Regions from separate parts of the Mus musculus genome. Here regions 2, 3 and 4 are each linked to region 1. A link is a contact called in public HiChIP or PLAC-seq data. All regions are on one chromosome and are shown on one strand. Each heading gives the region's core, a stretch centred on a gene start, on an enhancer-like site or on the middle of the called end of the contact. The rest is flanking DNA. Distances are from core to core; before and after follow the strand shown. Region 1 holds the start of Fbp2 (fructose bisphosphatase 2). Region 2 holds the start of Mir3074-1 (microRNA 3074-1). Region 3 overlaps Aopep (aminopeptidase O). Region 4 overlaps Fancc (Fanconi anemia, complementation group C).

Region 1 (7,321 bases), core at 4,462-6,961:
CTCCAGGGTCCTGCCTTGAGTTCTCACCTTGACTTCCCCCAGGGCTGGGCTGTAAGATGAGGTGACCCTTTTCTTCCAAGTGGTCCTGAAAATATTAGTCCTGTCTAAACAAATGAAAGCTTGAACTTACTTGGCTCTCAAGGGCAAGTCAAGGAGACTGAAGCAATGTCAAGGAGGGGCTGTCTTAGTGACTCTGAGAGAAGGCCATGGGGCCTTTGTGAACTTTGAAACTGAAGAAGTCACAGGCCAAATACAGGCAGCTTCCAGAAGCTGAAAAGGACTCCTCTAACAAAGAGGGAAAATACTTCTAGTGTACTACAAAATGGAACTGAACTCCACCGTCAACCGAAGCTCACATTAACCTAAGCTCACCTGGAAGCAAATTCTTCCCACTCCCAGCTTCTAGGTACTGAAGAGATCAGATTGGCTGGTTTATGGACCCTAAGTAGATAAAGCTGGCAGTCCTCCTCCGATTTAGAATACAGATAATCAATGGGTGATTAGGTATTCCAAGCCTTCTCTGATTTAGTGAACAGATAATCAATGGGTGTTTTAAGCCTCTAAGAGGCTTAAAGTACACAGCGGCAACAGAAAACCAACAGTAAGCATTGAGTCTCACTCGGAAGCAGAGGATGTGTGTGCTTAGAGCCTAGTGAGAGTGGAGTATCCCTACTCTTACTCATGGTGGCACATGCCTGTAACTCCAGCATCCAGGGGCGTAAGGCGAGAATATTGTAAATTCAAGGCCAGCTAGAACTACCTAGCAAGACACTGCTTAAAATAAGTAAATAAATAAAATCCTCTAATACCTGAAGCTTTTTAAGTACCAGTATGAGCTCATGCATGGCAGATTCTGTACCTGACCCTGGGTTGCAGGTTAGAGTACTTAGAACATATACTGTATGAAGTTACATGCAGGTGATGGGTACAAGGTCTATGAGAAACACAATTGAGTTTTGTGTTCATTCCCAAAACAACTCATTATGTTATTTGCAAAAATTTCAAAATCTGAAATCCTGATAGTTCTGCCCCTTAGCATTTTGGATGAAGGCTATTCAGTTCCATCCAGACAATCAGAACAAGGTCCCCATGGGAGCCCTGCCATTTTTCTCTCCCAGGGGAATGTTGGGAAGAAGGTAGATGAAGATTCCCAGTGGAGATTGCAAGGTAGGGAGAAGAGAGAGGGGTTTCTGGAGTTGCCTCCGGTGCTTTGTCTAGTGAGTAAAAGAAAAGATAGACTTCCAGACTAGGAACTAAGTGGAAAGATGCTAGTCTATCTACTCACCTTTCTGTAAATAGCAAATATAGTTCCGATGGAGGCCAGGCAGTCAATGTTTGAAGATCCATCCAGAGGGTCAAAGCAAACCACATATTTCCCCTACATCACAGACAGAAAAGCACCCCGTCAGCACAGCTACCTATTGGCCCAACTGTGCTATATTAGAGCTGCACGCGACTGACGTTTGTCCCAGCAAAGACATTTAGACCCATGAGCCTTCCATTTCTGCAATGCCAAAAGACATTGCTTATGGACATAGCTCAACAGGTATCGGTTATATGTCTGGTGTATGCTGAAAAATACACTCACAACCACTTGCTGCAAGGCTCGGGTGGTGGAACTGATGTTCAAACGCAGAACAGTATTGTGACTGAAGGTTGACCGAATTTTTGACCACCAGCAAACTTCAGTCTTTAATAAGTCTCTGTGACTCTGCTGAATGTAACCCCTTTCCGTGCGCTAGCAAACTCTGCCGAGGGCACAGGATTATCATAAAGTGTTCCCCGAATTCGTCTATTTGCTAGGCTAATCTATTTGGGAAGAGCCACTCCCTGCAAGAGATTGCAGCCCTCTTCCAGACAGGGGTAGTGAAGGCCATAGATAAGAAATCTTGGGGGTGGGGGTGGGGCTGAATCAGAGACTGCTCTGTACAGCTCTTGTCAAAGAGAAGACTTCCCCAAATAAACCCTCCTTATCCCTGGACTCTACAAAGTCCAAGTTCATCAAAATGACGCCAAGGCCTGTTTACTGACGCACTGAACAGGAGACCACGTACAATTTCCCGCTGAAGAACTGAGAAATGCTTTGTTTCCAGAAAACAAAAGTCCTAAAATACAGGACAATCCCAGAAAAAGTTTAAGCAAAACAATCCGTTCTCTCAGCCCAGTAGCGCCATCTACTGCTGACGGGAGGTACTGCAGCCGGCGCTAGACTCACCCTCCTCTCCTGGGCTGTGATCACCGCCTCTTTATTCTCTTCGGAGACGAGCACACAGGTGCTGTAGGAGGACTGAAGCATGTTGATGACCAGGGAGTTGGACAGCACGTCCAGTTTCTTCACCTCATCTCCTGTCACATTCACGCTCCCCGAAATCCCATACCTAAGAAGACAAGGGTAGATTAAGTCACCGAAGGGGTCTTAATCCCAGCAAAGAATGTGAGGAGCCCAAACCAACAGTACAGGTACCCTTCTCCCCCGTGCCTCTTCCATCTCCAAATTATAAATACATAGGGAGCGTGCTATGACCCAAAGCAGTGATACTCAAGGTTACTTCCTTTGCACCTTGGGGGCATTGTCACGTCTCCTTGGTCTTCCAAGGAAGTTGACCAGATCCAGTCTCACTAAAATGCAGACTCCTGCGTGGCACTGGCAGCTAGAGGGAACGGGAGAGCCCCTAAGGATAACTAAGGGTACCAAAGAGTGGATGGTCATAGCTTTTCGACACTGGAACATCAAGCTTCAACTTCAAACATCTCTACAGAGGCTTGTGTTTTAGAGCCATAATACACAATCTCCTCCTCACACCTCAAGCCTTCAGGGTGTCCCCGATAACCTCGGGCTCGTCTCACTCTGGGCTGCTTTAATTCTGTCAATCTGAAGCAAATTCGAGTCACCTAGGAAGAGGGAACCTCAATCGAGGAATGGCTTCAGGAGATTGGCCTGTGGAAACATCCGTTTTCTTTGTTACTGACTGATGTGAGAGGCCCACCCAACTGTGGATGGTGTCACCCCTGGGTGGGTGGTGCTGGGTAAGCCAGTAAACAGCGTTCTCCGTGCCTTCTGCTTCAGTTCCTGCCTCTGGGTCCCTGCCTTGAGTCCCTGCTCTGACCGTCCCCCCACCCCCCACGCCTCCCCCCTCCCGCGCGCCCCAGTGATGGACTGCTTTCCTCCTCCAAGTTGCTTTTAGTCCTGGTGTTTATCACAGCAATGGGGAAGCTAACTAACCCACACTCAGAGCCAGGTCCTGCTGAACTATGGAGAAGGGGTGGCAAAAAAAAAAAAAAAAAAAAAAAAAAAAAAGCCATTTGCCCTCTTCCCTTCCCTTTAATTCCATTTATTTGTTGAAGAAATCCTCAGGTGATGCGAACAGGTGTCTCTAGTTGAGAGCCGCGTATGGACGCTGACGTCCATAAAAGCACCCCTCCCCTTTCTCTAACTGACGGCGTCCCCTCCCACTTTACTCCCATCCAGAATTTGATGTATGGTATGATGAGCCTTGGGAAACAACCTCACGTCAAACGTCATGACCTCAAAGGCTGTTACCCCTTGGTTCAAAACGGCAGCGTGTAAGCAAACAAATAGAACAATTAAATTGGTTTGCTCTGCCTCAGGATCACAGTCTCCTATGTAAGCAGCTGTTGCTGGGGCATGAAGAGCTGAGCAAATGTGTACAGCCTGCCACCTACTGGCCATGTGCGTGAATGCTGCCCAACACATCTGTAAACCACGAGGTCCTGTCACGATGCCTAAAGGCTGGACACAGCTGCACTGGACAAGGCCAGGGTACCTGCAGCCCCTGTCTCCTCCCCACCCCCGTGGCTGCTCTCTGTGTGAGGAGGTTAGGGTTTCCCCACTATGAAGAGCAGTCCAGGGACCTAGGACTCTGTCTGACACCACTTCCAGGGCTGAGCCTGCCACCAAGTGGTCAATCACCACATAGGCCAGTCTGTAAGTTTTTCCTCGAATGGTCTCAGAACCATGGTAGCTAATAGTGGGGCATGTCTTGAGTATTTATCACTGTCAGAACCATAGCCCTAATGACTTACTAACCCTTGTAACAGCCCTTTGTGTTAAAACTATTAGTAGCTCCCAGATTTACAAACATGGAGGTCTTAGCGAGAATAAACCATATTCCACAGCTACAAGGTAAGAAAAACCAAGTTAAATAAAGCACTTAACTATCTAGACCTTCATGGCCCTTGGTCGGATGCTGAACCACTGAGAAGCAGACTGTGGCAGATACACAAGGAACGCTGCCAAGAGAGTTGCTGTGGAGCCGAGAGGCCTGCACGGAGGAGGGGTTAAAAGTGTGGGCAAAAGTCCTGAGTGGCCACAGGAAACCGCCCTAATTATAGCAGAGCGGGAACACAGGAGTAGCAAAGACGCTATCTAATGTTACTCGGGGATGATCTTCACACATGCAGGCAACGCCCATTCTGGAAGCATGTTCTTAAAGGCAGAGAGCGCTTGGCCGTTCTTGCCGAATGAAGTAATCACACAGTTAAGGGACAGCACGGGCCGGGGAAAGAGCCAATCAATCATCTTTAATTTGGGTCCTGTTATCTGTTCCTAAACACGTACATAGTAAGCTCTGTGGTGGTTTTATGATTGCAATTATGAAATTAATGCTGTCACAGTTTGGGAATAAAGGCACCACACGATCGAGAATAAACATTTTAAATAGGTGGACTTTGTTGGCTCTTCTTCGAGGGTCCCCCCCCCCCACACACACACACATGTATGTCCCTTCCTTCGACTTCAGAGGGGCCCTTCACTGGAATCAAAATGGAAGTCCAAAGGAAGTGATTTCTTTTCATCATGCCTTAAAACCGTACTCCTGGCTGTGGCCAAGAGCAACTCCAGCATGAACGTGGCCCTGTTTTGCAAAAGAGAACCAAGCAAAGGTGCTCTGCTGTGCCTGCCCCAGCCCAGCCTGTCCAGATTCCTGAACACCACGTGAAGATGGAGAAAACTGAGCCAGGTTCTTTTCATGACAGTCAAGCCCCCTTAACCTGTGTTCTGGTGATTTCTACCCCACAATACTGACAGAGGTCATGACAACTGAACACACCTGTACGGGGTAAAAAAAAAAAAAAAAAAAAAAGGCATCAAAACACATTTTAAAGTCCCATTAAGACTTTGCAAATATAAGTAATGAGAATTCAATATAGGTTTTGAGGCAACAAGCTATAGTGTTACCATTATAATCCCAAGTAACCGGTAGTCACACTTTTCTCTGCAGTTTGTTGCTAAGCAGTTTTTCCCTTTCCTTGCAAAACATGCCAAAGGCTGCTTTATCAAAGCAGGCTTAAAGAATTTAAATGCAGTGTCCTTACGGCACAAAGAGCAAATTAGCTTTGGACCCCGTTTCTAGCACAAGCACCGGTCTGTGGCTTCCACACCCTGGCTTGGGTTGCCTGCGCATGCTCTCCAGGACTTACAGGTTGGCCAGGCCGGCCTTGCGCACTGCGGAAGAGATGGCTTTGATGGCAGTCAGCATCGAGTTGAGCAGCTGGGTGAGTTCTCCGGTCCCTTTGGCCTGTCGCCCCTTTTCCATAACGTAACGGGTCAGGGTCAGCATGTCTGTCTCAAAGGGGCTTCTGTCCGTCATTGTGCAAATGAGATCCCAAAGCCTCCCTTTGCTCCTTGTAGAAATCCTTGCTCTCTCAAGGCAGCAGCCTCACAGCCTACTCGTTGAAGACACACCTGCACTTGACTGTGCCAAAGTCCGAGGGAAATGAACCCCACCCCACGTGACTCAGATAGCCGGACAAGCCCTCAAGGAAACTTCCCTGGCCTCCCTCCCTGACGGTGGCAGCTGCCACAGTGCAAGAAGCAGGCTGTAAATAGTACTGCGCTACAGGGAAGGGCTGGCCTCAATCTCTACACCCAGTTTTGTTTTGTTTGATCCTAAGAAGCCAGGATCAGCCACAGGTGAAAGAAGACTAGCTAATAAAATGACTCACAAATTCCTCCTATGGGAAGCAAGAGGGCTTTCTGCAGCTAGCCGCCACTGTGTGTCATTCTGCACGGTTGAGACTCTCAGATGGCATATTGGCAGATTCTTTATCTGGGGCATAGGTCACATAACAAACTAATGGCAATCCCAGGGTGACTGGAGCAAGAGTTCTTTCAGGCTTGCTTCTATTAAGCATGTGTAACTGGAGGGATGAGGAAGATAATATTACATTCCTAGCAGAGTGTCTAGTCTCAGGGTTGATTTGCCAGTTTCTCTGGATTTTTATTTTTATTTTAAAAACCCTTGATTTGAAAACATACATCAGGACCGCACTGGCTGCTCTTGCAGAGGACCTGGCTTTGGGTCCAAATACCAACTTTTACTCTAGTTCTGGGAAGCTCCAGTGCCCTCTCTGACCTCCAGGATACCAAGCATGTAAGTGGAGCATGTGTAGGAGACAGACACACGAAATGGTCTCATAAAAAGGTGACCCGTCCAGCAGGTCCAGTTATTCGAGGGTCTCGAGGGGACCTCCTCCTAAGAACCAAATGGGGGGTAGAGAGGGACGAGGGCCTTGTGCGAATAACGACACGGAGACCTTCTAGAATGCATCAAAGCCCCCAAATGTATTAGTCAGGCCTGAGGTTTAAATGCACAAGCAAAAGGGGAAGTGCCTTTCAGCAGGAAGGATGGGGCAATAGAATTGCACAAGGAAAAGGGGAAGTACAGATACTTATCAGCGGGAGGGATGGGGCAATACAAGCAAAAGGAGAAGTACTTATCAGTGGGGGAGGGGCAATAGAATTGCACATTCTTAGGCAGTTACACGTGGAAGCAGGAACTTGGCGGTATCAGGGTATCTTGAGGTCAGGACATCCGCGCTGACTTAGGGCTGGAACAATCTGTGGTTGTTCTCGGAGCGGTGTGCCGGTGGCCCGCTTTTGACCCTCTTTTCTTCTCGGGGGAAGAGGCCCAATTCAGAGATCAGGACAATAGTGTTATCTTAATAGCTCCCAACAAAAACGCTTAAAGAAATACTTTTTAAAGGTGACCTAGAATTAACTGCTTAGAGTTGGCCATGCTCTCTGTTACTGTGATATCCTAACTTTCTCTGATGGCAGACAGACCTGGCTCTGGGTCCCAAGCTGGCTACCCAATATGTGGATTAATTTGAGAGTAATGCTCAACATGTAAGACTGTGCTTTCCTCATAAATTCAGACAACAACTGGTGGAGTGGCTCTAAGTATTCAAAATCAGTCGGTGTGCCTGGTATCCAACTCGGTGTCTTAGAAACCTATATCCTTCCAGCTCTTCAGTGTACCTAGAACTATAAGCATACATATAAATAATTTCAATATCTCCA
Region 2 (7,455 bases), core at 2,418-4,917, 450 kb after region 1:
CCCTTAAGTGTGTCTACAGAAAATACAGTTCTACTGCTAATTAGTTCACTGTAATGTCAAGTGTATTGGGAGTCACAGAAAACTAAACCCAGGTGCATCAAGGAAACTGAGCCAACCTTGTCTCAGCTGATGCCACACGTGATGGGTGGGGGTGTGGTTCTTTGTCCCTGCTGGGCGTGGTGAACTCTTTCTTGTATTTGCAGTCCAGGTCTCCATGTCTCCACAGTCGCTGGCAAGATGATGCCCAGGGCACGCCAGGAGGCACTGCCCAGCTGTGATTGGACCCGCCCTCCGGTGCCTACTGAGCTGATATCAGTTCTCATTTCACACACTGGCTCAGTTCAGCAGGAACAGGAGTCGAGCCCTTGAGCAAAAAGCCTACCCATCTGTAAGTGCCTGAGGCAGGCCTCCCACGGAGAAGAAGATGAAGGGCCTGAGTGTCTGGTACCAGACCCAACAGCAGTGGTATCCCTCTGTATGTGCTCCCGAGGTGGGGATTTGTAGAGTGCAGAGCTAACCTTGGAAAGTTTGCATTCCCTAGAAGCAGGTAGGGCAGGCGCTGAGCATTTGCCACGTGTTGGGGCAGAGCACACCATGTCACCGCTGCCTTGAGCAGTGAGAATGCCTGTCTGAAGGGCCTTGTCTGTAGAGCCTTTCTGAACCTCTCTGGGCTTCACAGCCCTGCATGGCCTGTGCCGTGACTGTGCACCCCAGACCCAGGATTGTGAGGTGTGGCTTCAGTGTTGCCCCTGTCCTCCCATGAAAAGTTCCCTCTCAAGTGGAGGTCAGAGGCTGGGAGGACTCCTGTTGGAATGGCTGTGGTGACTGGGTAATAAATTTTATTGCTGTTTCCTCCACAGGACAGATCACAGTGAGATTCTCATATACCTTCTCCTAGCCCTGGTGGGGCCAGGACTGCACTGACCCTGGACATCAAAGGGAGGATTATGTGGCTGCTAAGGCCATCAGCCCACAGCAGTGGTTGGTCCATCTTGGGCTTCCAGAGACTGGGCTCCCGTGGCATATATAAAAGGCGGAGCCTCATAAACTGTTGCACCTGGCAGCTGCCTTTGTTCCCAGTCCTAGAGAGACTGAGTCTACACACTGGAATTGAGCTGTGACTTTAAGGCAGTCATTCAATGAAGGACACCCTCCCCTAGGCAGATGGAGAGCCGGTTGCCTGCTTCCTGTGATTGCAAAAACTAGCTGCCATGCTCTGAGACTGCAGAATCATGTGACACCTCCTGTGGCTGGTCCCCAAGGATTCTGCAAAGCCCTTTTGATGTGTTCAGTCAACAGAGCATTCCTGTTTTTGAAAATGCAGGAAAGCCTAAAATGTCTTAATAAAGTACCAGATTTGCTAGTGTTCCAGTTTGCTTCTGAATTTGATGCTCCTTAAAAGCAAAGAAGAACGTGTGTCAGAACAGGCACTTTCCACACACTTCCTACCTCCAGGTAATGTTAATTCTAAAAAGGTTGGAAGTAAAGGGAAATTAGTGTGGCTTGGGACTCTGCTCTCTTCCAAATGTGGAGTTTCAGCCAGCCTGGTACTAGCGGAGTCTCAGAACAAGCTCTAAGCTCTTTCAGTCACTGTCTAGAGAACGGTGCTTGAGACTGAGCCATCAGTGCAGTCACATGAGCCCAGCCAAGGCAGAGCGGTGGACAGAGGAACCAGAAGGAGCATCCCACTGGCTGGCCAGGCTTCTGCACCCAGACCTGCTGGGTGACAAAGGCTCTAGGACAGACTGAGAGGAGCGTCCGCACAGAACCATTGGTTTTCAGAGCCTGGGCTGTAGCAGTGACTGCATTTGGATGGTTGCAGGGGACTTGCAAATGGTTATCTGCTTTGTATACCACAATGGTACAAGTATCAAAGTGTGTTAATTCTACTTAATGTTACCCTGATTTCTGTGAAGACTTGAAATAAATGGCTGAGTCTATGCCTTCCTGCTCTCAGAAGCACTCTGGCCTTGCTTAGAGGTGGACTAAGAACCACACACCCTGTAAGGCCCCTCTGAGAACCTCAGTGGCCCATACCTCCTCTGAACTGGAGAGAGCAGCCAAGCACTGGTTTAGTCTGGTTTTGTTCTTTGTTCTTAGGAACCACTAAAGCAAAACAAAGCTGTCGCCTAAGGTGGGTTTTGTTCAGGGATCAAGTCCCTTGTCCCCATGGGTCACTGAGCCCTGTGCCTGGCTGTGTCTGGCTTGGGTTCTTGCCAATGGGTTTCAGGTAAGTGGAGATCTCACTGGAACCAGATGCCCATTTCACAGCTTTGGTGAAGGATCTGTGGTAGAGCTGTCCTTTGCCACCTCTGGCTGGGTGCAGAGCAAGCCTATCCTCCCCTCTCCTCTAGTCCCCCACCCCAACAAGTTAGGCAGCAGCTCCTGCCACCCATAGCTGCACCAGAGGCCCATGAGGCTGTGGAAGCAGGCTTCCCTCATCTGGCTGAGACCTCTGGAGTCAAGAAAGTGCAGTCTCCATTCTTCCGTGAGCCACCTGACTTCACAGGACACAGAACATTGCAAACGTTAACTTGTCAAATAGGATGCGAAGCAGGGTCTGAGGGCGGAAGAATGGATGTCTAGGGAGGCTTGACCTCCTCCTCTGAGCTGTCTCACCCAGGGAGGAGTTTGCTCTATAGCATATGGTTCAGGTGATGAGTGAACTGTTGGCGGAGGAAGGATGTGGATCATCACCCAGGCTCCTGCTCCAAACCACAAGTGGGCAGAGCAAGAAGCTGGATCCCTGGGTCAGTGTTTGCTGTAGACCACTCTGTAGTGCTTGGTCTTCAGAGCTTTGGTGTCCAAGCCTTAGGCAGGGGCTTGGAACCCCTCTAAGGAACTCTCCCTCCCACCACTCAGATGTGAGACTGAGCCTGTGTTGAAAGCCTGGAAGCCTGAACCTGAGTCTGCTCCTCTGTCCCTGGAGAGACTGAGACTGTCCTTGGTGGTCAGGCACACTTGTTGCCAGCACTATTTCCATGCCGTTTTCTAGCCTCACTTCATTCCTGGAGGAAGCTGAAGGGTGAGAGAAACCCAATGGGAGCAAAGTGCTCTACCACCAGGCCCATGCCTCCAGTAGGTAGAGGGGCCGGGACAGGAGGATCCGTGTGAGATAACTGCCAAGAGGTGAGTGGGATAGCAGAAACACCAGCCTCTTAACCCTGCCACTGAATACTGTCATCGTCATTGCTAAGCAGATGTCCATCACTTGAGAACAACAGGCCAGGGCTGGGCCAGCCTGTTCTCACTGATCCCACCAGAAATGGCCTCCTTCCAACCAAGACAGCCTAGAGTTACTCCATCTCTTCTCCAGAGGAGACACACCCCTCCGTGTTATCTGGGATGCTTCCGACAAGGATTAGAGCAGGCCTCAACCGGAGTGAGGCCAGGGCTACAGGAAGGGGGTGCATCTAGATCATCTGATGTTGACCCCTGGGCCATGGTTCCCTGCACAGGAGGAAACATCAGTGCCCCCACTGTGGGCTATCCTTCTGCATAGATCCTGAACCCACTGTTTTGTCCCTCTACATAGATCCTGAACCTGGCCTAGGAAGGGAGCCATCCACACTCGGATTTGTAGAAGAGAGTTGAACCCCAGGAAGGGGCAGAGGTTGGCTGGCTGGGAGCTCACCACCTTGTTTGTGAGCCTTTGGACAGAAGCCAAGGGAGAGGTACTGGGAATTCTGGCTGGACCCAGGCAGGAAGAAGGGAAGGGTGGGGTTGAGAAAGTCCCAGAAAGGACTCTGGGCGCTCTGACTCAGCTATTCCAATAGTACTGGAGGATTTTAAAGCATTTATGTATTTATTTATTCAAACGAATTTCACATCAAAAGAATGAAATAATTGATACTATAGCAAGGTATTCTTGCTTGTGGTGAGCAGAAATGTCATAGAATGTCCCCAGGGTAGAAACCAGAAATGGCAGATATCCCAAAGTAAGCAGTCCTTACCAAACGCAGAGGGTTTTTCAGGGTCCACTCCAGGCCAGTGCCAAGTTCCTACCAGGTTTTTCTCCTGACCGTGGCTTAGCAGGACATGGCTACACAAGCCCAGTGAGCGGCCAGCTAGCAGGGGATGCCACACACACAGGGATCTCTGTTATCCACAGCATCACCTTTGCCCCAACTCTCCAAAGCAGCTATGGCCCAGGAAGCAACAGAAAGCAGTACTTAGAGGATGGGATCTGAAGGGTTCACATGCAGAGCTGCTTGCTTCAGTCCTGCTGGTCCCCACCAGGCTTATACAGAGACGGAGCCAGCCAGTACAGGAACAGCACTGGCCTGGTAAGGGAAAGGAGAACACCCCGCCCCAGCTACACCTGCCAAGTAGTCCTGGGTGCTGGGCCTGTGGCCTTAGCTGGCCTGCTCCCTGAGTGGCTGGGCTGCCATACCCATTCCCACAGTATGTAGACACCTTGCTGCGGCTTAACATTGTTTCCAAAAGCTCAGTGGTTATTCAGCCCCTTGGAACACTCTCTCCCTAGGGAGTGGCCTAGCCTCATCACATCTCTGAGACTCCCAGGGCTGGCGTGGGTGGGGAGTGCCTGGACCTCCCAAGAAAGGTTTCAGGGAGTAGTCTCAGTGAGGGGGGTGAACTCACCCTAGCCACAGTGAATTCGGGGGCCCCTTGGCTGGTCTGTGGGGTTTACGAGGTGGGAGGGAGGAGCAGCCATCCGGCTATTCAGGGGACGGTTTTATGGCCCCCTTCCCACCCATTGATGCTGTCGGAGAGATTGATGAACCAATAAGGCAGTTCTCTTCAGACCAATGACCAGACAGTGTGAGACAGGGAGGAGACTGGGGCAAGCGGAGGAAGTTTCCCAGGATGGGGTGGGCTGCTGAGGAGACCGGCTCTTGGTGTTGGCATGTGTAGCCCCAGTGGGAAGACTGGCCAGAAAGAAGCCCTGCCTTGGTGGTTGATCCCGCTGGGAGTGTCCATGTCCGTGTTCTCGGAGAAGCATAGGAAACAAGAGGTACAGTCACCAGAATGTGGCCTCAGCAGCTGGCGATGGCCCCAGAAACCTGGCATGACAGGACGTGTGTGCAAGCTTGGGTTGGAGATACAATGCCCTTTCTCTTCAGCTGGCTTGTAAAATCAAATCTGGCCAATTCAGTGAAACAGGCTTGGGCTGGCTTATGAGTCCCCGAGGACAGAACAGGAATGAGTATGGGACCTCTCCCATCTGTCCTGGGTCCACCACTGTCTCTTGTCTGTATAATGACCTTACCTAGGCACTGGCAGGGTGGACCAGGAACATGGACGGGGCAGGCCCTAACCGGCTGTCCATTCCATGGCATTCCAGGAAAGCGATCCACCAGACTGTGTTCTGTCCTGGCTACATAGCTTATTGTGGCTATGTCTGGATACAGAATGTCTGGATACAGAGTAGGTGTGTGCCCTGCGGCTTCTCATTTCTTAAGCCACCTTTGTCATTTTGCCTATAATTTCTTACACACACACACACACACCTTTAGAGCCTGGTACCCAGCTGTAGCACTCAAGAGTCCCAAGTTCTAGGAAGTTCTTGTCTACTCCAGCAGGTCCTCCCTTGCTGCCCACTGTCCGATGGATTAACCTATAGGAGAAGTGTGGCCTTCTAAACCAGGTGGAACTTGAGGCTTGAAAAGCTGCGGGGAGCCGAGCCGCCTGAGCCTAACACAGCCTTACCTCACTCCTCACCTTCACACTGCAGTGTTGAAGGTGCTGGAGGCTCTGTGGCCTATGAAGAATGGAGATAGCTGTGAGGTTTATGTTGAGTTATAAAGTGCAATAATGGTTTAATGGTAAAAAATTGCAGTTGTAATTTTTACCTATTATACTATGACCAGGAAGAAACAGGTACAGAGGTGGAGGTCTCAGCAAGCCTTGAGGTCGGAGGGTACGTCCTAGAGTAGGATGGTGACAGGACAGAGGCTAGGAGTGTGGCAGATGGAGCCTCAGGATGCATGTCAGAGCACATGGCTCCAGCCCTGGAGAGTACTTAACTAGAAACCTCTATTCAGATGCTGGACTCTAAGTCCTGGGTGCTACCATGCTGCTACAGCACGGGGGTTGCAGATGTCTCCTCCTCAGTCACAGATGGCGCTCCACCTGCTTTGCTTCCTTCCTCCCACCCCCTCCATTTTCTCTCTCTGTAGATCAGATAGCAGAAACTGAACTCTGCACAGCTCGCTCCCTTCTCACCTGGGCTCTGCCCTAGCCAATCACTGGAGTAACACTCACTTCATTGTTACACACAACAGACATCCTCCCCCACAGCCTAGCAAGCACACAGACAAGCACCTAGCCTCACAACAGCTCCCCAGAGGCAGCACAACAGCCCATGTGTAGTGTCCTTGAGGGTTGGCTTAGGACCCTCAAAATTCCAAAGACTGTGACACTCAAGTCTGTATAGAAGATGCATTCACACTGTCAGAACACACAGCCATGGCACACCCTCCCTCAGGCTTGCTGAATAACTGAGAGTCACCTTGGCCTTCGGATCCTCCTATCTCCATCTCTCTAGAGCTTGGACTGTGCATATCTGGACTCCTGAAATCCTGGGGACAGCCTAACTCACATAGATAGGGCCTTTCCCCAAGGTTAGCTGTACCAAGTAGCCCTGGCTGTTCTGTGTATTGAGCCTCCTAGCATCTGAGAGAACTCCCCAGGTCCTCATCATTGGGATCTAAGCCATCTGAAATGGGAAGGGGACACCTAAAGCAGGTGTGTATTACAGGGTGGATGGAACTATAATTTAGATTTCAATGGTTTTTTGTTGTTGTTGTTGTTTTGTTTTGTTTTTCAAGACAGGGTTTCTCTGTGTAGCCCTGGCTGTCCTGGCACTCACTTTGTAGACCAGGCTGGCCTCGAACTCAGAAATCCGCCTACCTCTGCCTCCCGAGTGCTGGGATTAAAGGCGTGTGCCACCACGCCCGGCTCAATGGTTTTATTGTGGTAAAATAGTCACAGCCTAGAATTCACTGCTCTGGTGTTTGGAGAGCGCACTTCAGTGCCGTGTCTAATCACCGTGTGACCACCACCATCTGTGTTCTGAACTTTCTCTTCCCAAATGGAATCTTTTGGATCTATCAGACACTAACCCCACCCCTGCTCTCCCAAGTTCCTGGTGGCATCACTAGACTGTCATCATGAGTCTGTGTGTTCTAAGGATTGTGTGTGAATTTTCTAATGTCTTTGTGCACCTGCCTGTCTTGTCTAGCTTAGAATAGTATCTTCCATATTTCTTCACTTTAATTTTTAAATCTATATTTGTAATTACCATGCATATGTGCACAATGTTGGGAATGAGCAGGGTGCACATGTGAGATCAGAGGACAACTAAGAGGTCTTGGGTCTCTCCTACCTTTATGTGGGTTCTGGGGAGATGCTCAAGTTGCCAGGCCTGCAGTGCCTTTACTGCTGAGCCACCTCACCAGAGCTGCTCCTTTTTAGAGCCGAGTGATGTGTTAT
Region 3 (7,151 bases), core at 3,525-6,024, 420 kb after region 1:
CACGTTGAGGGACCTGTAGCCACTTTTTTTTTTTCAGGTTAGTTTGAGTTTTATTTGTTTCCATTTTATAATTGAACATATTTAGGGGGTGGACTATGGTGTATTGATTCATGCATTGTGTAAACTAGAGTCTTGCCTGGCTTTGGAATAATGACCGTTTTAGTTGGCGTGTTAACAGCAAAGCGATGGTTGGGAACGGGAATATGTGCTGTGGTGCCTTGTTTTTTTTTTTTTTTTTTTTTTTTGAAAAGTTTCTCTTTTTAAAAATTCAGTTATGTAATTTAATTACGTAGGAAAATTTTCTCTTAAGATGGAAACCTAGCTTCATTTCTTCCTCTTAAAAAAATCAACTATTGGTAGGTTCCAAGATAATTCATACAGTTCCAATTGGATCTGAGGAAGAAGGAAGGTCTCTACGGCATTTTCTACTAGAGATGAAATAATCAGAACACTTAGAATGCATTATCATTTCAACAAAACAAGTCTGGACTTTTCTAAATGGACCCATTGTACCTATGCAAAGCGAGATACAAACTGGCCAGAAGTTGAGCAGGTTTATTTTTGTGAAATTTTTAGCAGTGACTTGATGCCTTTGTGATGTTAGGCAGCAGCTGTCCTGGGGTCACTAGCGTCCATGCCAGTTCCTGAGGAAGAAGCTGAATAGACTCAGACCCACACCTTGCAAGGGACTGTGCATTCCACAGCTACACAAAGGCTTCCTGGCTGCATCCAGCCTAGAGCTCACAATAGACCTCAGACCTGAGCACCTTGGGGCCAGTCTTAGGCTTCCTGTACTGGGGTGGCTTCTGTACTTTTGCCAGTGCTTGGTCACTCTGTGAGGAGCATGGCTTTGGATAGGGAGACTTGGTCAGGCTCCTGTCCCTAATGCTGCTTGCACATCTGCAGACATCAGCTTCTCCTGTACACCATATGCGGGTCCAATACAGCCTCCATCCCCTTTAGGTTTGAAAAACACGAATACTCGGCCTAAAAGTCCAAAGCTGCTTTGTTGTTTTTTTTTTTTTTTTCCCCAGAAGTTGTTTGTTTCTTTCCCTTGCATGAATATTCTTGAATTTTTCTGAGTTGATCCAGGGCATAAAACACCCACACTAGGAATCCCAGAGTGTCAAAGACGAGGCCAAACATGACTCTCCTGCCTTACACAACTTAGATTACTCTATAAAGTGAGACTGCCACACTGGGTAGCAGTTGGACAGTGGTACCTAGCAAGCATTTTATTCAATAACAACCACGTGCTTTATTTTTCCAGCAGTAATTCATGTAGTAAGACTTGGCCCCCTCTTCTAACACCCTGCTGTTTGTCTATAGTTGTGGTTGACTGTACGTATAATGATACAAAAGAAACCAACTTGCAAATTGTAGACATATGCCAGAATCTGTGGGTAGTTTAGATTCGGTACGAAAGACAGAAGAACGTTAGGGGGAAAAAAATCTGGCCAGAAGGACATTTATGTTGTACAGTTCTTTCTGTGAAGAAGAAAGGCCAGAGCCAGGGGTGAGGGGACATTGTTTTTTTGACTTCAGATGAACAGCTAAGAGTAAATTTCATTTCGAAACTGTTTCAAAATGATTGTACCCACACCTGAGTATGTGAGGAGAACCACTCTGAGCAGTGACTTCTCTGGGCTTCCGTTGCCTTTCTCATTCCTCTCGTTATGAGCATGTTTTTGTGGCTTTGTTTTTTACACTGAATTTTAATACTTGTTAGCAAATTTAACATGGAGGCCAGGCATGCTGGTCCTCATACAGTAGTCCAGTTTCTTCATCGGTGGACCCTCATCTTCACTGAGCCTGGTCCACTGCATCGGAGACATCGGAGCCGCCGCATACAGTGCTGATAAAACCTTTTAGGTCAGAACATTTGAAATTTGAGTTCTTTGAATTTGTTCTACTGTAGAGCAAATCTTCTGTTCTGAACACTTGCCTGCAGCTCTGTACATCTGCTCTTGATAGATTCTTTCACACCATTAAATTGTTTATTGATGGCTCTTCTTGCAGACGTTGTCACCCTGTTACTCCATCTTGCCGTGTTGGACACTGAATTCTTTTTAATGATTTAACTATGAAATCTGGGAGTAGGTGGGCACATGAAACAGATGTAGTTTCAGTCATTCTCATGACGAACTTTAAAATAAGAGTTGTGTTTGAGCGTGCTCTGTCCTGTTTAAACTTGAGGATTCTAGCTTTTGTGATACAACTTTGAAGATGGTGTTTTCTGTAGGAGGTGGGCTATTCTGCACGTTAGCACTCATTCAGAGGATGCATAGCTTCCAGAGTAATTGAAGCTCTTGTTCATGAATATGAGGACCTCAATTCTTTCAGCTTTGCAGGAGGCAGAGTTAACTGCACCAAAATCAGCCACGAAGGATCTCATGTCTACTTAGTTATTTACTAAACAGCACATTTGTACCCCGTGGCTACACAGGTTATCTCACTTTGACATAGTAATGTGGGAAGATAGAGAAATATAAGAAAAATTTCTGGGCTTGAGTGAATTTATAGTTAACTATATTTTTCCCATGGAGAAAAAAAAAAGAGACAGTATTTGATAATTTTCTTAAAATGACAGCTTTGCATGTATCTATAAGCATTTGGAAAACAGTATTCTTCCATGTTTAAACTTTTTCTTCCATTATTATGTGTGCACGCATAATGTCTGTGTGGACACTGTGCCATGTGTCTCCCATGTGGATCTGTAGATTGAACCTGTTTAGCAATCTTGCACAGCAAACACCTCCTTGCACAGAAGCACGTTTTCTATTTAACAAGATATCACCGACCTATGGGTGAAAGTACTGAAGCCAGCGAATACTGTTCCTGGTCATGAACATAGCGATTTTGCTGTGTGCCCTATAGGGGAGCCGCTCATGGCTGGTCCTGCATTTTAGAAGCTGCTGGTTGCCTTCTCAGCACTTCATTCACAGATGCAGCCCGAACTACATAAGGTCTACTATATTCCTTCAGTCATTCATCAGGAGTAAGAAAATATTTCAGACTGAGGTGTAGGAAGTAAAAAAGGAAAGGGTGTGTGGATCACTCAAAACTGACTGTAACTTCCTTCTAGGTCTTTAGAAATTTATTTACTTGTCATGGAAATGCGACTTGGTAGAATACTTGCCTAGCATGTATGCGTGTACACGGAATGGGCACACACACATACACATACATGAACACATGCACACACACACAAATGCACACACACACACACACCTGAGCCAGCACACTCCTTGCATGGTGGCACATGCTTATCATTTCAGAACCCCAGAAGTGAAAGTAGGGGCATCAGAAGTCACTGTTCCCTACCTTTGTTACACGGGCAGCTTCAAGCTAGCCTTGGCTGCATGAGAACCTGTCTCAAAAAGAAGAAAGAAGTATTTTACCCAAATGTTCTACATTTTATGCTGGACTTTCTCTACTCTGATAACAGCTCTCACCCCTTCTCTGTAATAGCTATACTATCCACTCTGTGGCTACAACACTGTGTTTTAACTCAGAACTAGCTGAAAGGTTTGATAACAGAAACGCATTTATTCCCGTCCTGGAATTTACATTGAGATGAATTGGTAGATAACAAGAATTTAGAATTAAGATATCACTGCTTATGAATTAGAAGTTCAAAGTTTATCAAATTCTGAACACAAGAAGTTGAAAGTGCTCTTTGATACATAAAAGTGCTGTGCTTCGGGACCTTCAGCAGGACGGAAGATAGCCTGTAGCGCTCTGGGACTTCTTGTTTGAATCGGTTCTTCCCAGAAGAGTGAAGTAGTGGGAGTGTACCCCTCTGTCCCATCACTGTGGACCTGGTAGATTCTAGGCAGGCAGATGAGAAAACTTCAAATGTTTCTTGTAAAGTCCTTGGAAAATTTTAATTTGAGCATTTAGCTTAATTTAGTTTCTGAAATACACAGTGGCATAAAATAGTAGTAGACACATGGTGGTAGGACCCAGCTGGCCCCAATGCTCTGGTTTCCTGCAGTTCACAGGATATGCTTGATGTCACATTGCTCGAAGCATGGGTAATACTTCTAACAAAGGTTCAAATAATAACACATTTTACAATTTGACGCTCCCACTTGGAAGCATGGTGATTCTCTGTGCCACAGCCTACTTTAGCTCCCACCTGTTCTTGGCGGCTATCATGCTCTTTCATCCTGTGGTAGCAGTTTGGAGGGGCTGTGATCAAACGATGACTTACAAGTTCACATATCTCAAGCTATTAGTAACGTGTCTCAAACATCTAATGCCATGGATTCTGTGAATATTTGTTGCTGCAGTGGTCATTGCAGAGTGTAGCTCTGAAGATGCTTGGTAGCCAAAAGAAACTGACACTACTAGGAGGGTTGCCTGCCTGGTGGTGAGTTCTATAATTTGAAAAGAAAATATTTTCACTCTTCATTATTTGATAACCTTCATTTGCTAGCAACCTCCATTTTTACCCTCAAAATAATGCAAACAAGATTCACATTCAGTGTTCTAGCTAGTCTTAGGTTTAGGCAGTTCTTTAAAGTTCGATTAAAACAAAAACCGATGTGGAGAACCATTTTTCTGCTGCCTCCAGCAGCAGCAGCAGCAGCAGCAGCAGCAGCAGCAGCAGCAGCAGCAGCAGCAGCAGCAGCAGCTGTTTCTCTTTAAGTTTCTAATGCGTGGAAGGCACTTTAGTTCTGTCCGGAGGTCCCACAGACATTACCCATGAACGAAGAGCAGGCTTAATACGCCTACCCTGCCTGTTGTGTGAATCCCAACAGGAAAGGAAGCCCTTTCCTGACAGGCAGAGAAGACCATGGCTTCCTTTGGCTCCTGTTTCTGTTTCTCTCTGGATCCTGAGGAAATAGAAGTTCCTGCTCTTGTTTGGGGAACTTCTCTCCATGGTATCCTTATCTCACGCTATCGGCAAGAATCTTATAAGTGAAAATTCACTCAATGGAGTTTTATTTTAAGTCTCAGAGTGGTGCCTGTCTTCCTTCCGTCCACATGTGTCCTTTACCTGTGGCAGGCAGCCATGGACCTGAGTGGGTGGCCTTCAGGCCTGCAGGGTAGTGGTTGTGCTTCCTGGAGAAGGTAGCAAGGAATTTTCCAGATTCAGAGTACCTTATACAATGAAAGGTGTTTTATATCCGTGAGGTCACCCTTCACCTTCTGCACATGACTCTCAGAGGTCAGCGGCATTCTGCCCTGGCCCCTGGCCCCTGTTTGGGTTGAATTCCAGCCAACAAGTCTCCAGCCTACAGGAGAATTTGAGATTTTTCTCCCTCCCTCATTTCTTCTGTTTTGTTCTGTGTAAACAGTTCCTGCCAAAGTAACATAGACAAATATAGCAGAGAATGCTTTTCTGGAAGATGCATGCTCCCAAAGCATTTTTTAACCATTTTTGGGAAGAATTGATCGTTCTGTGCGTTTCAGACAGACTGAAAGAGGCGGGGAGGCTGTTGCTATAATGGAAGTGACATCATACATTATTGCCCCATTGATCCGCTTTTAGTCTCCAGCCAGGATAAAAGGAAATGGCACCAGGGAGGAAGCATGCTTCATTTAGGCTCAGATCCCAGAGTGATAATGGGGTAATAATAGAACTCACGCCACTGTCAGTCTGTGGCTGCATTAGTCTCAGGCTCTCTCCGTCTGGAGCCACACTGACTTCCTTCCCCATACAGCCACTGCTGTGCGCCAGCTGGGCGGCCAGGGAGGGGCTCAAGGGCTCCCCTTGGCCTTCAAGGCATGCCAGCTGCAGTCCTGATGTTTGTGCCTGGGGAAGCTTCGTGGTGAGACTTGTCTTGTCTGTGGCATTCCTAATCCGGGAGGTAAGTCTGCTCTTCTGCATTGTGTTGTGCTAATGGAAGAGAAAGCAGGGGCTGCAGTTGTGTGGATGGATTGTCCTCTGGGAGGGAGCTCAGAGTGACATCCATCCCTGCCCCCACCCACTCCCACCCCTGACTCCTGTAAAGACACTCGGGCTCCTACAAGAGCCCAGGGTTGGTTTTCTTTGTGCTGCTTTTACATGGGTCAGGGCTGGGGGTTAGAAATTTCACACTTTCTCTTCAAGAAACTTTAAAACTTCAGACTTGTGCCGCTTTCCTCAATTTCTAAGTCGTGAGGGTGGGGGCAAACGAAGTTAACTTTTTTCTTTGTGTATTTCTTCAAAATTAACAACTATGAAATCTTAAGTGTTAATGGCAAGAGTACAGATTTCCACCGTCGTTAATAACGCTTGCACTTGATTTGCTTCCCGTTACATACTGCTCCGTGTGTTCATTTGAGTAAGTTTTACAGGGCTGTGCTGTTGATTTTAAGTACCTATCTGATTTGGGCAGCTCATAGCCTTATTTTGTCTTGCGTTTCCAAGGCAGATGCATTTTTGCAAGGCCTTCTCTACGGGAAATAATAACATATATCATTGTTTATGAAAAGAAAGAATTTTCTCTCCTTTTGCAACTGAATGGTGGGTGTCAGTCTCACAGCAGGCTGGTCTTGTAATATATCACGCCGGCTTCCCTGGGGCCCGGATGCTCAGGGACACTGCTGTTTTTTCTTGATGACTCCATAGTACATCTGACACCCTCTGTGTCCCTTGCAGTACCTCCGTGATAGCACACAGATGGACCCAAAGTTATGTGAAAGTTCATTTGACTTCCCTGTGAGTGGAAGTGGGATGTCTCCTGTGCCTGCTGCCAGGACAGCCCACTGGCGGCACAGCACTGCCTCCCAGCACATTTGCAAGTACTTGAGATCGTTCAGTCACTTTGCAAGCATTTATCGTGTATTATTTCTTTTCTGCTGTAGGGTGGCTCGACAGGGAGCAAATATGTATTTTACAAAGACGTTCACTCTATTAAAATATTTTTCCTTTAACATATCCTCTTTTCAAGTCTTTAATCCTTTTTTTGTGATATAATATTTACTTGTGAATGAATGATAGTTTTATTAAATGTGGCTGAAAACAGCATTAGGTCACAGATTTGTCTTTCTTCATTGTTTAGAGACTACATTTTCCCATGGATTGGAGAACCAGGTGGCGATAGGTTGTTTACTAACAGAGTGCTTCCTCTCAGTCCATTCTACAAAGACCAGACTAGCACAGTTCTTCCCGCATTAGGAAGGAATGTTCAGCATGGCTGTGCCTTGTGTCCTGCCTG
Region 4 (6,978 bases), core at 3,100-5,599, 500 kb after region 1:
TCTGGCCACTGCCTACCAATATACTGCCTACCAATATACTGCCTACCAATACACTGCAGCAAAACTAGAGACTGGGACCCTAACCGTATCTCAGAAGTTCATCAGCTCTGCAGGGCCAGTGATTACAGTACTAGGCAGGAGACTGCAGGATACATCCTTTAGCAGAGAGCACTCCAGTGAGACCACCTGCAAGGTTTGTGGGAAATGCAAAGCACTCCTATCGTCACCTTCTGGTCTACAGGTTTTCACACTGGACTCTGCTTCATTTAGGACACACAGAGGATCAGTAAGAGAACAGAAAATACAAATCAACAGACACAGTCTCCTAACAGATTAAGGGGACTTCAACAAGTGTTTCAAAAGGGTTGAATACAGCTTGCTGTGTATTTGTATAGAAATCAATAGATAATAGATAACTTGTGGTTTAGTTACAGAATAGAATGTTAAGTGGCAGTTAAAATGAAATAAACCAGACATATAGTACCAGGTAAAGTTTAAAAATATAATTATAAACAAAGAAAGCAAAAATATCTATATCCATGTTATTACTTATGTTAATCCTAAAGCATTCAAGGTGATACATACACATGAAGCAAGCACATTGAAAGTAGAACCCCAAGGGCTGACAGCAACTTCTCTAGGGCTAGGCCCTCTGGAGAGGAAGCAGTGTAGTGAGAAAGAGATGCTTTCAAACTGATACCAAAACTATGTCCTTAAAAGACCAAAGCAAATAATAATATAACATACACAATGGAGAACTTGGGCAATGGGCACATAGATATCAAATATTTTATAATTGAATTTTTAAAAACTAAAACTCAATGTTATTTAAATACTAAACATGCAGAAATAGTATTTGCAGTAACAGAAGACATATTTCTTGTTTCAGTTTGTTTTGAGAGCAGCAAAGACAGCTCACAGAGTAGTGTTCACTCCTCAGTCCTCAGCCGTTCCTCTTCTGGAACAGCTTCTACGTGGTACTCAGAGCATGGTCTCTTGGGAAACACTTGTGTTTTTCATTTACTGTCCTCATCACCAGGCAGATTCTCCCTCAGGTTTAGTTGACTGAAGAGCCTAGCCTGTCTCTGAACATCAAACCCAGAAGCTGAAGCGTATTATCTATTAACGCAAATAGTTCTGAAGATCTGCAGCAGAAAGAACTGGATGGAACTGAGCCATGACTCATGGGCATGAGAAACTCTTCTTTAATTTTACAGCAACATTCAGTGCTCTGGTGTGCATGCCAAGAGGTAACAGGACATGGAAAATGTGACCATTATGGCTCATCCAAATTTGTTAGAAGTCAACAGAGAGGCTGGAACACAGACATGCCCACAGAGTGAACTATAAGCCTCTACGTGTTTCTCTGAGCTGCTGTTTTCAGTCCAAGGTTAACAGTCAACTGAATGGTTTGTCCCTGTGAGTCAAATTCAACTGATTCTCTAATTAAACAACTTGTTCCTGCCTCTTGAGTAAAATTCCCAGAGAGGGAAATGCAGGGTTTTGGTACTTACTATAGATATGACACACCACTGGCAGCCAGTCCACACGCGACTCTCCTGGCCACTATTAGGAGAGCCTACTGGATGCTATCAGTTGAAACAGTGCCCCTCTGTACCAGCATCTTCTAAATGTCTTTCAAAAACTATATGGACAAACTCCTTAGCACAGAGCAAAGTTTACCAAAGGTGAAACTGTGGTGAGTAGTTAGTTATTCCAAGCAGCAGCAAGCTGTATCGGGCAGCACTGGGATAACTCCTAACTGAAACCACAAAATGCTACCACTCGTGCTAGCCTGACATCTCAGGGACCCTGACACATCTCAAGCCTTCCTCATTTGCTCCACTGAGTCCTGTTTAGTACAGTCTTTCTTTCCCTATTTTTCCTCCTCAAAGAATTTTATAATTGAATAAGATACAATTTTCCCTGGTAATTTTTCAAAGTGTGTTGAGTCAGTACATAGTTTTCGAAAGAAATTCAACCCTCCTATGGAGTTCATTTAGTCTTATCAGAAAATTGACTTTAAAAAGTAACTTGATGCCTCACGTGCTCTTTGAATCTTTTTATGAGCTTTTAAAGTCTCGTTTTTAATAGCCAAAACCATGAAATCCTGTTCCCTATCCATTAAAAATGAAAAATAACTTAGCCCCTTAAAACCTTGGACAAAAGTCAAAACTGACGTGTGGGTACCTTGTTTTTGAGAGCAGGTCCCTCGATGGGCATGGGACTCACTGATTGGATTAGGCTGGATGGACAATGAGCCTCAGGGAGCCCTCTGTCTCCATCTCCCCAGGACTAGGATTACAAAGTTATACCACTGTGCTCAGGTGTTTTACATGGATGCAGGAGATCAAACTAGGGTCCCCCTGTTTGCACAGCAAGTGCTTCTACAGCAAAGCCATTTCCTCAGTCCCAAACTGGGAGTCTTAAGGTGCAGCTGCTCTATGAACTTTAACTTCAGCCCAGCATCTTCTGTCCTAAGGAAAATTGGCACAAGGGCGGCACTTCAAAGCCAGCTGCCAAACCTGATTGGGGGCTGGGGGAGGGGAGCATCATAGCAATGTTGCCAATAGTAATGACAATTAAAGTACAACACTATCTTATATATCTCAAGTTCTCTGCCAAGTTTTCAGATGTACAAATCAGAACCTTGGAACTAGAAACAGCAGGAGTGGGCCACAAACTTTCTGGTTCATACCTGAATCAACAAAATTGTACCCACTTATGAAAACATACCTGTAATTATTCCTTTCATTAGTATAACTTCAAAAGTTCAAGTAGCCAAAGAACCCCAAACACCATCCCAAATGAAAAAGCTATTCTGTTCTCTTTGGCTACTCTAAGGGACTCCACTCAATGTTAACTTTTCATTGCTAGACTATTTAAAGTTCAACTCACAGTTTCAAAATCTTCATAAAAAGGAGACTGATGTCCTGAGTTCAGAAGCAGAGATGGTAAAAATTTAGCTTTCTTTAGAGAAGCTGATAGAGTCATGTGACCAAGAAACAAAATCAACAATTCAATTACAGATATTTATATTCTTTATCCAGGTCTCTGCTATCACAGCTACAAGGTGTGATGCTGTGAACCTTGCAAGAGTCATCTCAAGGTATAGTCCTGTGGCTTGCTGTAGAAAGCTGGGAGGCTAGAGACAACCATACAGGATGATGGCTCTAGCAATATGTGCTTAGCATCAAGCCTTTTGCAGTTCACTTCTTACACAGAAGTCGTTTGGAGTACTGCTCTGGCAACTAGTCACAGCCTAACACTTACTGTAATGCTGTCTGGAAAGCTACATAACTCCCTCTTGAACTGTATCTCTAGATATCTGACAAGCCTCAGGCTGGATCCACAAATGCCATGAACTTCTTCAGAGGGATATCTATTGCTTGCCTGTATTTTGATAAGCCAAGCTCTACCTAATTTTATAGTAGACTTTTAAATTTTGTTGTTGTTGTTTTGTTTTGTTTTTCATGACAGGGTCTCTCTGTGTAGCCTTGGTTGTCTTAGAACTCGCTCTGTAGACCAGTCTTTGAACTCAGAGATCTGCCTGCTTCTGCCTCCTGAGTTCTGGGATTAAAGGTGTGCTCCACCAATGCCAAGTGACTTTAAAATTGTTAAGGAGATGCCACGCTCTCCGGTCGAGTCAGCTTGACAGGCTGAGGCTTGGAAGCTACTCACGAGGCAAAAGAGTTTCACGGAAACTCACTCCTGGAGTCTGGTGTTCTCTCTAACCCATACATTAATTTTCCATTCCCGCGTTAGTCTAGTGGATGGATCCACATGCTCTCTTTTAGTATTATCCTATTATAAGTGCTTTTTAAGATTGAATTCTGACATAGCTAAAGCCTTCACCAGTGTTCCAACAGTCCTAAGAACATCTTTGAGCAAGACCATGGGCTTGGAATTCAGTAAGAATGTTGCTATTCAGTGACATTCAGAATAGCCTCTGGTATTACACTATCACTTTGATTAAAAGCTAAGTCACTCCCCTACACAGGAATTTACCATCACCAAGGAAGAAGGAAGTTTCAGACCGAAGGAGAAACCAGAATAGATACTTAGAACTATAGCTGAGTTACACCCATACACACACGTATTTACAATGGCCTAAGGGGAAGGTGGACTATACAATAGACTAAAATAGGAACTATGGCAAGGGCACGAAGCCCTTGACCTTGGCTTCTAAGATTAAGTGAATCTTAGGTGGAACCCTTGTTGATCCCAGCTGTTAACAATGAATTCTATCCCAGGTGGTCCTTGTTAGACTTTCTGTGTTTGCATTCCTCTGTTTTATGTAAGAATCCAGTAACCTCTTTGTACCTTGCAAGTGTGCCACCCAACTTCCTTATTGTCTCTGTATAAAAAGTCTGATGCTCCATTTGACATTACATTCAGATTCTACACAACCTCTCCTGTGTGCATCTGTCAGTCAATTCATATGACGCTTTGCCCACCCGAGACTAGAGACCCGTTCCAAGCAGACAAAGGGGCCCAGAGGATCTGTGGCAAGGAGATTTATCATGGACCTCTTCTAGCCTTACTTGAAAATAACCTATATCTTCCTGAAATCACCAACACTTAAAGAGTATCCCCAGGTGATAGTAAAACCCTCATTATATCAACCTTTCAAACCATCATCTTATCAAAAGATCTCCACAACTTCCACATCTTACAAAATTAAAACTCTTTATCAACCAAGAACTCCTGCCTCCCTTCCTCCCAGCCCATGGCAAACAGAATTCTACCTTCTGAGAGACTGGCTACTCTGGATATTACAGGTGAGCGGAAGGCAGCATTTGTTCTTGGTGGTTGGCTTATTTCATTGTGTAGTGTCAGATGGACCATGTCAGAGCACTCAACAGGGCTTTCCTTTTTTCTTTCTTTTTTTTTTTTTTAAGGATGATAAAAATTTAGTTGTGTCTATGCCATGCTTTCATCTAACAAGATGCATAGAGGTTACTTCTATCCCTTGGCTAGTATGTAAAATACAACCAACATAGGTTTGCAAATTATCTTTTCAATTCTTTTGAATATATAAGCAGAAGTGGAAGTGGCCATGCAGAAACTCCATTTACTTGCTTGTTTAAGACCAAGTCTCATGTAGCCACAGCTGGCCTTGGACTCTGGACCCTCGGACTCCCCCCTCCCAAGTGCTGAGATCACAGGCATGCAGCATCACACCAGATCTATTTTTCTTTGTGAATGAACCACTATGGCTTGTGTACAGTAGCTATGCCACAATGCATTCTCACCAGCAGTGCATGATGTCATTTCTCCACATCATCATCAACACAACACAACACAACATACTAAAGCTATCTAACGCTTCCCTCCCTTACTACTACTACTACTACTACTACTACTACTACTACTACTACTACTACTACTTCTTCTTCTTCTTCTTCTTCTTCTTTTTCTTCTTCTTCTTCTTCTCCCTTTTTTTTTTGGAGACAGAATCTTACTATGTAGCTTTAGTTGGCCTGGAGCTCACTAAGTAGACCAGACTAGTCTCAGAACTCAAAGATCTGCCTGCTTCTATCTCTTGAGTGCTGAAGTTAAAGATATATACAATACTACATCCAGCCTCCTTACACCTTTATTTATATAAACTGCTATGCAGTTCTGGTTTGCATTTCCCTGGTAATTAGTGGTACTAAGCTCTGTATAGATCTACTACTCACATATCCACCAAAGATATCAACTAACCCTGTTTTCTTTGCATAGATGTGTATGACTGTGTTGTCCGTAGATGGCTAACCTTATAAACTGATTTGAAAGTGTCCCCATCTTCTCTAGGAGGTTGGCAGAGTTTAAAAGAATTTTTAACTCCTCCAGTAAAGCCATTTATTTGATCTTTGGGGTTTTGTTGGGAGGCTTTGAACACCTGACTTAATCTGCTCATATTTTTACTTTTTAAAGACTTGCATATTTCTAGAACAGCCTCCAATTCTAGACTGTCCTAGTTGTTGGCATACAGCTGTTTAGTGATATCTCACAGCCCAAGACTAAGTCCTGCACACCTCTCTCAGTTTTGATTTTTTTATTTTTTGTTCTCTATTGTTGATGGCTATTCTAATCTGCTGCCTCTTTCTAACTCAGGTTTTTTTTTTTTTTAATGAATATCCTAACTTTTGCCACAACCTGCAAGTGCTGGCATGTGGCATGTTCACTGTCATTTCTCTCAAGGTAATTTTCTAAATGTATCATTTCTTTGAGCACTAGCTGCTTTAAAATGTATTGATTTACATATTGGTAAACTTTCCAGTTTTACTTCACAGTGATCAAAATGGACAGTTGATACGACTTAAGTCTTCTTCAATTTATTAAGATGTGTTTTGTAATCCAAAATGTAGCCTATCCTGAAGAATACTCTAAGAGAGTAATGTGTGTTCTATTATTATTATTATATGGGGTGCTCCACATATATCTACTGGGTGAACTGGCTGTTAGTACCACCCTAGGTCTTGTCAACTTACCACTCTTTTTTTTTGTTGTTTTGTTTTGTTTTGTTTTGTTTTTGTTTTGTTTTGTTTTTGTTTTTCGAGACAGGGTTTCTCTGTGTAGCCCTGGCTGTCCTGGAACTTACTCTGTAGACCAGGCTGGCCTCGAACTCAGAAATCCACCTGCCTCTGCCTCCCAAGTGCTGGGATTAAAGGCATGCGCCACCACTGCCCGGCTCACTTACCATTCTTTATTACAAAAAAAAAAAAAAAAAAAGCATTATTCAAAGTGAAATGTAGAATGTAGGATCCCTTTCTCCTTATTTTATGTTTTCTCCACCAATCTTTCTATGTGTACTTTGTATCTGTGCACTCCGTTGCTAAGTTCAATTGTTTACAGCTTAAATCTCTAGAAAAGAGACCTTTTTCTCCTTCTGTAACATCCTTTACCTCTTACAATAGTTGTATGGTGTATATATATATGGCTTTTTTTTGCTATGTGGCATATGTGTGTGTATGTGTGTGTGTTACTCTC

The links. HiChIP or PLAC-seq counts read pairs in DNA pulled down with a chosen protein or histone mark.
Region 2: a contact with region 1 is called in a FOXA1 HiChIP or PLAC-seq map of pancreatic cancer cells. The contact joins the enhancer-like site here to the promoter of Fbp2 in region 1. A contact is called at or near these places in 6 of 39 promoter capture datasets (the C10 cell line, the HPC-7 cell line, cranial neural crest and 3 more), 1 of 115 datasets of contacts at active chromatin or transcription factors (pancreatic cancer cells) and 1 of 9 other capture datasets (liver).
Region 3: a contact with region 1 is called in an H3K27ac HiChIP or PLAC-seq map of epiblast stem cells, with 2.6 times the contacts expected there. The contact joins the enhancer-like site here to the promoter of Fbp2 in region 1. A contact is called at or near these places in 4 of 39 promoter capture datasets (the C10 cell line, the HPC-7 cell line and neutrophils), 3 of 115 datasets of contacts at active chromatin or transcription factors (embryonic stem cells, epiblast stem cells and memory CD8 T cells) and 1 of 9 other capture datasets (liver).
Region 4: a contact with region 1 is called in an H3K27ac HiChIP or PLAC-seq map of embryonic stem cells, with 4 times the contacts expected there. The contact joins the enhancer-like site here to the promoter of Fbp2 in region 1. A contact is called at or near these places in 14 of 39 promoter capture datasets (the 3T3-L1 cell line, 3T3-L1-derived adipocytes, the C10 cell line and 8 more), 1 of 15 datasets of contacts at CTCF or cohesin (large pre-B cells), 5 of 115 datasets of contacts at active chromatin or transcription factors (embryonic stem cells, fibro-adipogenic progenitors, kidney and 2 more) and 2 of 9 other capture datasets (adipose tissue and liver).

The regions. Positions count from the first base shown.
Region 1 is chr13:62,852,689-62,860,009 of GRCm38.p6, forward strand. It overlaps Fbp2 (fructose bisphosphatase 2), which reads right to left and starts at 5,712. Exons shown (of 7, transcript NM_007994.4): 1 at 5,440-5,712; 2 at 2,216-2,378; 3 at 1,286-1,378. The coding sequence starts at 5,609.
Region 2 is chr13:63,300,919-63,308,373 of GRCm38.p6, forward strand. It overlaps Aopep (aminopeptidase O), which reads left to right. Exons shown (of 16, transcript NM_001289926.1): 16 at 1-1,959. Mir3074-1 (microRNA 3074-1) reads right to left here and starts at 365; the gene lies at 281-365. It overlaps Mir24-1 (microRNA 24-1), which reads left to right and starts at 290; the gene lies at 290-357. It also overlaps a transcript of Fancc not described here. Within about 2 kb of position 3,668, at least 82 of the 459 cell types and tissues checked have an H3K27ac peak or open chromatin away from gene starts, as enhancers often do. A contact at or near this core is called in pancreatic cancer cells, where this site is marked.
Region 3 is chr13:63,273,372-63,280,522 of GRCm38.p6, forward strand. The region is part of intron 13 of Aopep (aminopeptidase O); the gene reads left to right. Among named protein-coding and RNA genes, the nearest start is that of Gm16907, 20 kb to the right of the region's middle. Within about 2 kb of position 4,775, at least 187 of the 459 cell types and tissues checked have an H3K27ac peak or open chromatin away from gene starts, as enhancers often do. A contact at or near this core is called in the HPC-7 cell line, embryonic stem cells, epiblast stem cells and 1 more, where this site is marked.
Region 4 is chr13:63,349,187-63,356,164 of GRCm38.p6, forward strand. The region is part of intron 6 of Fancc (Fanconi anemia, complementation group C); the gene reads right to left. Among named protein-coding and RNA genes, the nearest start is that of Mir3074-1, 51 kb to the left of the region's middle. Within about 2 kb of position 4,350, at least 10 of the 459 cell types and tissues checked have an H3K27ac peak or open chromatin away from gene starts, as enhancers often do. A contact at or near this core is called in embryonic stem cells, where this site is marked.